Regions from separate parts of the Mus musculus genome. Here region 2 is linked to region 1. Evidence: chromatin contacts called from public HiCAR-type data. All regions are on one chromosome and are shown on one strand. The core of a region is the stretch at or near the end of the contact, and the rest is flanking DNA. Distances in the headings are between cores, read along the strand shown. Region 1 overlaps 2010308F09Rik (RIKEN cDNA 2010308F09 gene). Region 2 has its middle 34 kb from the start of Nyx.

Region 1 (2,733 bases), core at 139-2,638:
TGTGTGTGAGAGAGAGAGAGAGAGAGAGAGAGAGAGAGAGAGAGAGCAAGTAAGGCATCCAGGATAATTTACAGAAGTCAGTTGGTTCTCTCCTTCCACCATGTGAGTCCTGAGAATCAAAGTGAAGCAGTTGAGCTTGGCAGCAAATAACACCTTTACAGGCTGAGCCATCTCACCGTCTCACCGTCCCAACTGAATGGACTTGAATGGGAACAGTGTCTTCATTATTTACCGGTCAGACATAAACAGCATCCGGATCCGGTTACATCCTTAAAAACTAGCACTCTTACTCTTGCCCACCTTGCCCCTACCCTTCACTCTGTGGGCAGCCTTCTGTCTTCCTCCTTTTTAGTGGCGCGTTTTTAATAAGGCTAGCATAGAACTCAAACTCTCCTTTCTCGGTGTTAGGATTACAAGTGTGCGCCACCACACCCAGCTTCGTCTTCTGTTTTACTTAGTGCCTTCCTGGTTCTCTGTATGAGGCTCTGCCCTCTAATCTACAGGCAACCCTAGAGCAATGTCCCCATAGTCCTAACCTTAATGACTCCGGATGGCCGTGGAGTCAGCTCCAGCAGCACTCTCTCCCACTGGCTGAGAGTGGCCATACCCTTTCCTAAAACAGCTCAGAGATTACTTTAACATTCAAGCAGCAATCCATCAGAGAGATCCCAGTCTGCATTCTAGTGGCTTAGCTGGCATGTGACAACCCAAGGAAACTAACTAGGTCATGTTTTTCGTTTTCCTACACAGCTTAAACCAAGATTCCAAAAGGCTTTCTTTGTACCCAGTAGCTCCAGCAGTTGCAAATCCTCTCCAGGAGTTCCTTCAAGCCAGAATCTTTTTGGCCTCATCCGTTTCAGGCTGGAGAGAGGAAAGAAATATTTATGAGACTTGGTCTCCGCCTTGGGGAGAAATAAACCCATAATCACTACTGTGTTCTGAGACTTGAGGATCGAGAGGAACAAAGGGCATGAGTGTGCGCATGTGCGCAGCTCCACCCCTGCCCCCAACATTCCCCCAAGGGGGGCACAAATCCCTCCCCCACTGCACAGCCCTGGATCTGAGTTCTGCCTGAGTGACTGAGGGAGGACTCTCAGCAGACTGTTGGAGGCGGGAAAAGCCAGGCAGGGACATGGTTTCTGCGTGTAGACTCAGCCTGATCTCACCAGGAACTCAGGACTAGACCCTGCGTCCCAGCATCTCCTCGACTCCATCTTAAGAGTTTCGGCGTGTTGCCGGCTCCTGAACACAACTTCCTGATATACTTAGGATTTTTGGCTTTATACTTTCAAGGGAGTTCAACCACTTTCTTTCTGATCTTGTTACTGTGTCTCGTTTGCATATGTAGGTTCTAATAGCGCCATCAAAATGAACTGGGCAGGAGAGGCACCCTGGGATACTCTGCCGCGCCGCAGCGGCAGCGGCAGCTGCACAGGAAAAGTGGTGGGTAGCAAAGTCGAGCAAGATCTTAGCTGGAGACAAAGCTGGACAGGATGGTGAGAAGGCTAAAACAAGATCTCACTATATAGGCCAGGCTAGGCTCAAACTCGTGTTCCTCCTGCCTGCCTTTGCGTCTGAGTGCTCGAATTACAGGCATGTACCGCCATGCCTGGCTTGTTACTCCATTTCTTTCTTTTAATTTAAAAAAAAAAAAAAAGCTCGTGTGTCTCTTTTCCTGCGTGATGAGGGAGTGGGTGGGGGAGGGCATGTGGAGATCAAAGAACACAGCTTTGTGCAGTCGGCTTTCTCCTTTATGTCGGTTTCAGGTCGTCGTTTGCACTATGAGAGCTTTATCCACTGAAATATCTGGCTGGCCCTTGATATTCTGTTTCTTAGTGCTGTTATTTTACACCCAGAAGATTGTCCCTTTCATCTAATTTTCCAAATTCGCCAGCAGATTGCTCACAGCGATCGCATGTGCTTTTCCAATGTCTTCTAAGTACCGCTTTCCTCCCCGCGGTGCTGCCTGCCATCCATCTTGTGGTGCTGGGGCTGCGGGGATGACTTCCTGGCCATGCTTTGGAATGCCAGCCTAAATAAGCATATTGTCCCTTTACCGATAAGGTAGGAAGGGTTTACCAGTTACAGGGAGGAAGCCAGGGGTCTCACGGCTTGTAAAGGACATTTAATTTAGTTCTTTCTCCGACAGGAAATATAAGTCTGCAGAAAATACTGCCTGGTTTTGTCATTGCCTGGCTTAAAATGTCCCCCTCGCACTGAATCCAAATTACTTGGCCAGACTCACAGGATCCTAAGGAATTGGCCATCCATAAATCACCGCCCGGTGTGGAACTTAGAGCTAGCAAGAATGCCAGAGGCAAGGGCACTCTGCAAGGGAAGGGTGCCTCCACTGAGCCCAGAAGTGAGACTAAGGCAAGTGAGGTGAGCTGCATGCTAATGTGTAAAGCACAGCTGCAGACACAAACAAGCTGCAGGGCTTTTGAAGTTGTTCTCAACCTGGGGGGGGGGGGGAGACCCCTTTGGAGACCCTTTTATAAGAGTCGTCCAAGAGTATCGGAAAACACAGATGCTTACACTACAATTCATAACGGTAGCAAATTTGCAGTTATGAAGCGGCAACAAAAATAATGTTATACTTCTTGGTCACCACAACGTGAAGAATGTATTGAAGAGTGTCAGCATTAGAAAGGGCAGTTAGACCAGTTCCAGGAGCCAGGAAACATTGGCAAGTGGGGAGGGGAAGATAGGAGAGTGAGTTTTAGGCAACAGAAA
Region 2 (2,733 bases), core at 109-2,608, 250 kb before region 1:
GCAAAAAGTAAAAAAAAAATCTCTCAAAACCACAACAGAAAAGTGGGGTGTGAGGAGCTATTTACAGGCCAATAGGGAACACCACCACCAGTGGCAAGGATGGAGAAAAAGCCTCCTCGGACCGCTGTGGGGGTTAGACTTGGTGGAACTCAGTCTGGCTATAAACAACTCGTTTTCTCCTCTTAGGAACACAGTTTTAAAAGTCAGCAAAATTTCAAGGGAATGCCCTTCAAAATTGTATGTTACTGCGAGTGCCTTTCAATTTCATTTGCCTGGAGCACAAAGAGAAGGAACAGAGGTCGCTTTCATTCAGGAACTGAAGTTGGCTGGGGCTGGGGAGGGAAGAGACCAAAGGCCAGGCCTCACTCTGGCCTGTACCTCAAACCACAGAGAAGCAAACACCAGACTGCTCCTCCAGATCAGGGGCTGATTGTGTATGGTGTGTTAGGGAGAAGAGAATTAGATGAAAACTCAAATCAACCCAGCCAGGGAGAGACAAGGAGGGCTATCTCAAGGGGAAGCAGCTCCTGCTGCTGCTTGGGACACAAAAGCAGGGCTGTGGGTGTGCTTCAGTGGCAGAGTGCTTGACTAATATATATGAGGCCCTGGGTTCCATCCCCAGAATTGAAAAAAACATCATACAATCTAGATGCCCCATGGACTGTGCCCACCCCTACCCTCCACCATGTTCCCTGAAAGCTGAATATAATGGTGTGCCTGCCCCAGCACCCAGTAGCCCAGTAGATGTAAGGACAGATAGAGGATGACAGAGTTCAGTAGTCCCTGCTTCCTGAGACAAAAACAAAAACAAAACAAACAAACAAAAAAAAAAAAACCCGCTGTCATCCTAAAAGACATCCTTTGTGCTGTGAAGCCGTTGGGCCTTGTGTGAACAGAAAGCTCACTAAGGCCTCTCTAAGGAGAACCTGCAGACATTCTCAGAGAGGGGCTACAACAGAAAGGAGGAAAACATTGATTGTACCTGGAACACATTAATGAGAGGCGATTCCTCCCTACTATTTGTAGAGAAATGCGTCCATCTATGTAAGTTAGGCTGACCGGCCTCACTGTTATCCTTCCAGCTCTGGGCAGCAAATTTTAAGTATTGTAGAACTGGGATGGAGAAAAGTCTAGAAGATCAACAGGCTTGCTCTGGTGGCCACACAGCAGGACTGTGTGATGTTCTGGTGGAGCGCTGCAGAAGGCATGACTTTCCAGACCCTGCGGTTTCCTAGGTGGAGCTTCAGAGGCTGGCTTTTAAAGAGGAGAAAAAAATTTCCCCACTGCCAGTTTGGTTTGGGAAACAGAAGAGACACTTTGGCAGTTCCAGGCATGTGGGTGAGGCCTATATGGAGGCTGGGGCCCTGAATGCTGCCAACAGCCCCTCCCAGCAACAGCTGGCTGCCCTACTTTTCTCTCTCTCTCACTTTAACCACCCCTTTGGAAAAGAGTCATTCCCTGCTCTCCCGGGCTGCTAGGGATTCAGAGGTCAGGGACAACTTTGGCCAAAAACAAAAGAGAAAGGGGTCTTCTCTCTTGCAGAAGGAGGGAAGGTGGCAGTAAGGACAGGCCTACCTCTGGAGGGAGTATAGGGCTGACCTGACAAAGAGGAGAGTGAGCGTTGCTGACCATCTTGGGAGGCCAACGCAAGGAACTATTTTGCAAACCACCTATAGACGTTCCCTCTGGGAACTTTTTCCAACGATCAAACTTTGGAAAGTTAGTTATTGTATAGTGAGTGTGTGTATGAAAAGCATTTTTAAGAGCCGAGGGTGTAGCCCAGGGCCTTGTACATGCTAGATAAGTGCTATCACTGAGCTTTCAAAACATTTGTCTTTGAGACAGGATCTGTAGCTCTGACTGACCTGAAATTTGCTATGTAGGCCAGGCTTGCCTGAAACTCACACAGATCTTCCTGCCTCTACTTCCCAAATACAAGGATTAAAGGTGTGTGTGTGTGTGTGTGTGTGTGTGTGTGTGTGTGTGTGTGAGAGAGAGAGAGAGAGAGACACTACACCCAGCAGGAAAACACTCTTTAAAGGAAAAATATGAACTCTGTCTTTACCCATTTTTAATATTTTGATTTTAATATATTTTTTATTCTTTAAGAATCCTGTACGAGTATAGAATATATTCTAATCATATCTCCTCCCTATTCTTCTCCCTAACTCCTCCAAGATCTACCCTTTTCTGTTGTGTGAGACAAGTTCACTATGTAGCCTGGCTGACCTTGAACCATCTTGCCACAGCTTTTCAAGTGCTGGGATAACAGGTGAAGGGCTCTAGCAGTCTTGGGCTTGGCTAACATGATACTGGCAAGCCTAGCCCTCCCCCTGTCCTCCTTCCCTCTCCCTTGTAAACCATAAATTATATCCCTAAAGCTAGGTCTATTCCTTTATTTAAACACCTTCTTATGCCCAACTCATCCCTGAGGCTGGCTACCCAAAGTCCAGCAATTAAAAGCCTTTGGCTCACATACTTAACATGCCCAATCAAAATATACTACTGCATCATAACCCATTCTAACACACACCTCCTTTTTTTTTTTTCTCCTCTTAAAAATTACACCTGCAAAAATTTCACCTCTTAACAATGACCTGCAAAGTCCTTGGCTCCTGTTTTCTGCCTGAGTCAGAAAGCAGCCACCTTAACTTTTCTTCCCTGCTCAATAAAGGATCTCTCTGTGAAAATAGGGCTTTGGGTGTGATTTGCACCTGCTCCAGGATTCGGGAG

Evidence for each region. HiCAR-type assays count read pairs that join an accessible place to other places.
Region 2: a contact with region 1 is called in a HiCAR-type map of fibro-adipogenic progenitors, with 6 times the contacts expected there. The contact joins two enhancer-like sites. A contact is called at or near these places in 6 of 484 Hi-C or Micro-C datasets (CD4 T cells, cortical neurons, embryonic fibroblasts and 2 more), 21 of 115 datasets of contacts at active chromatin or transcription factors (the NIH/3T3 cell line, the SCID.adh cell line, T-cell acute lymphoblastic leukemia and 14 more) and 1 of 9 other capture datasets (embryonic stem cells).

Annotation. Positions count from the first base shown.
Region 1 is chrX:13,241,211-13,243,943 of GRCm38.p6, reverse strand. The region is part of intron 1 of 2010308F09Rik (RIKEN cDNA 2010308F09 gene); the gene reads left to right. Among named protein-coding and RNA genes, the nearest start is that of 2010308F09Rik, 5.2 kb to the left of the region's middle. RefSeq lists an enhancer at 1-2,733. Within about 2 kb of position 1,388, at least 363 of the 459 cell types and tissues checked have an H3K27ac peak or open chromatin away from gene starts, as enhancers often do. A contact at or near this core is called in fibro-adipogenic progenitors and neural progenitor cells, where this site is marked.
Region 2 is chrX:13,494,131-13,496,863 of GRCm38.p6, reverse strand. It overlaps the pseudogene Gm14506. Among named protein-coding and RNA genes, the nearest start is that of Nyx, 34 kb to the right of the region's middle. Within about 2 kb of position 1,358, at least 47 of the 459 cell types and tissues checked have an H3K27ac peak or open chromatin away from gene starts, as enhancers often do. A contact at or near this core is called in fibro-adipogenic progenitors and neural progenitor cells, where this site is marked.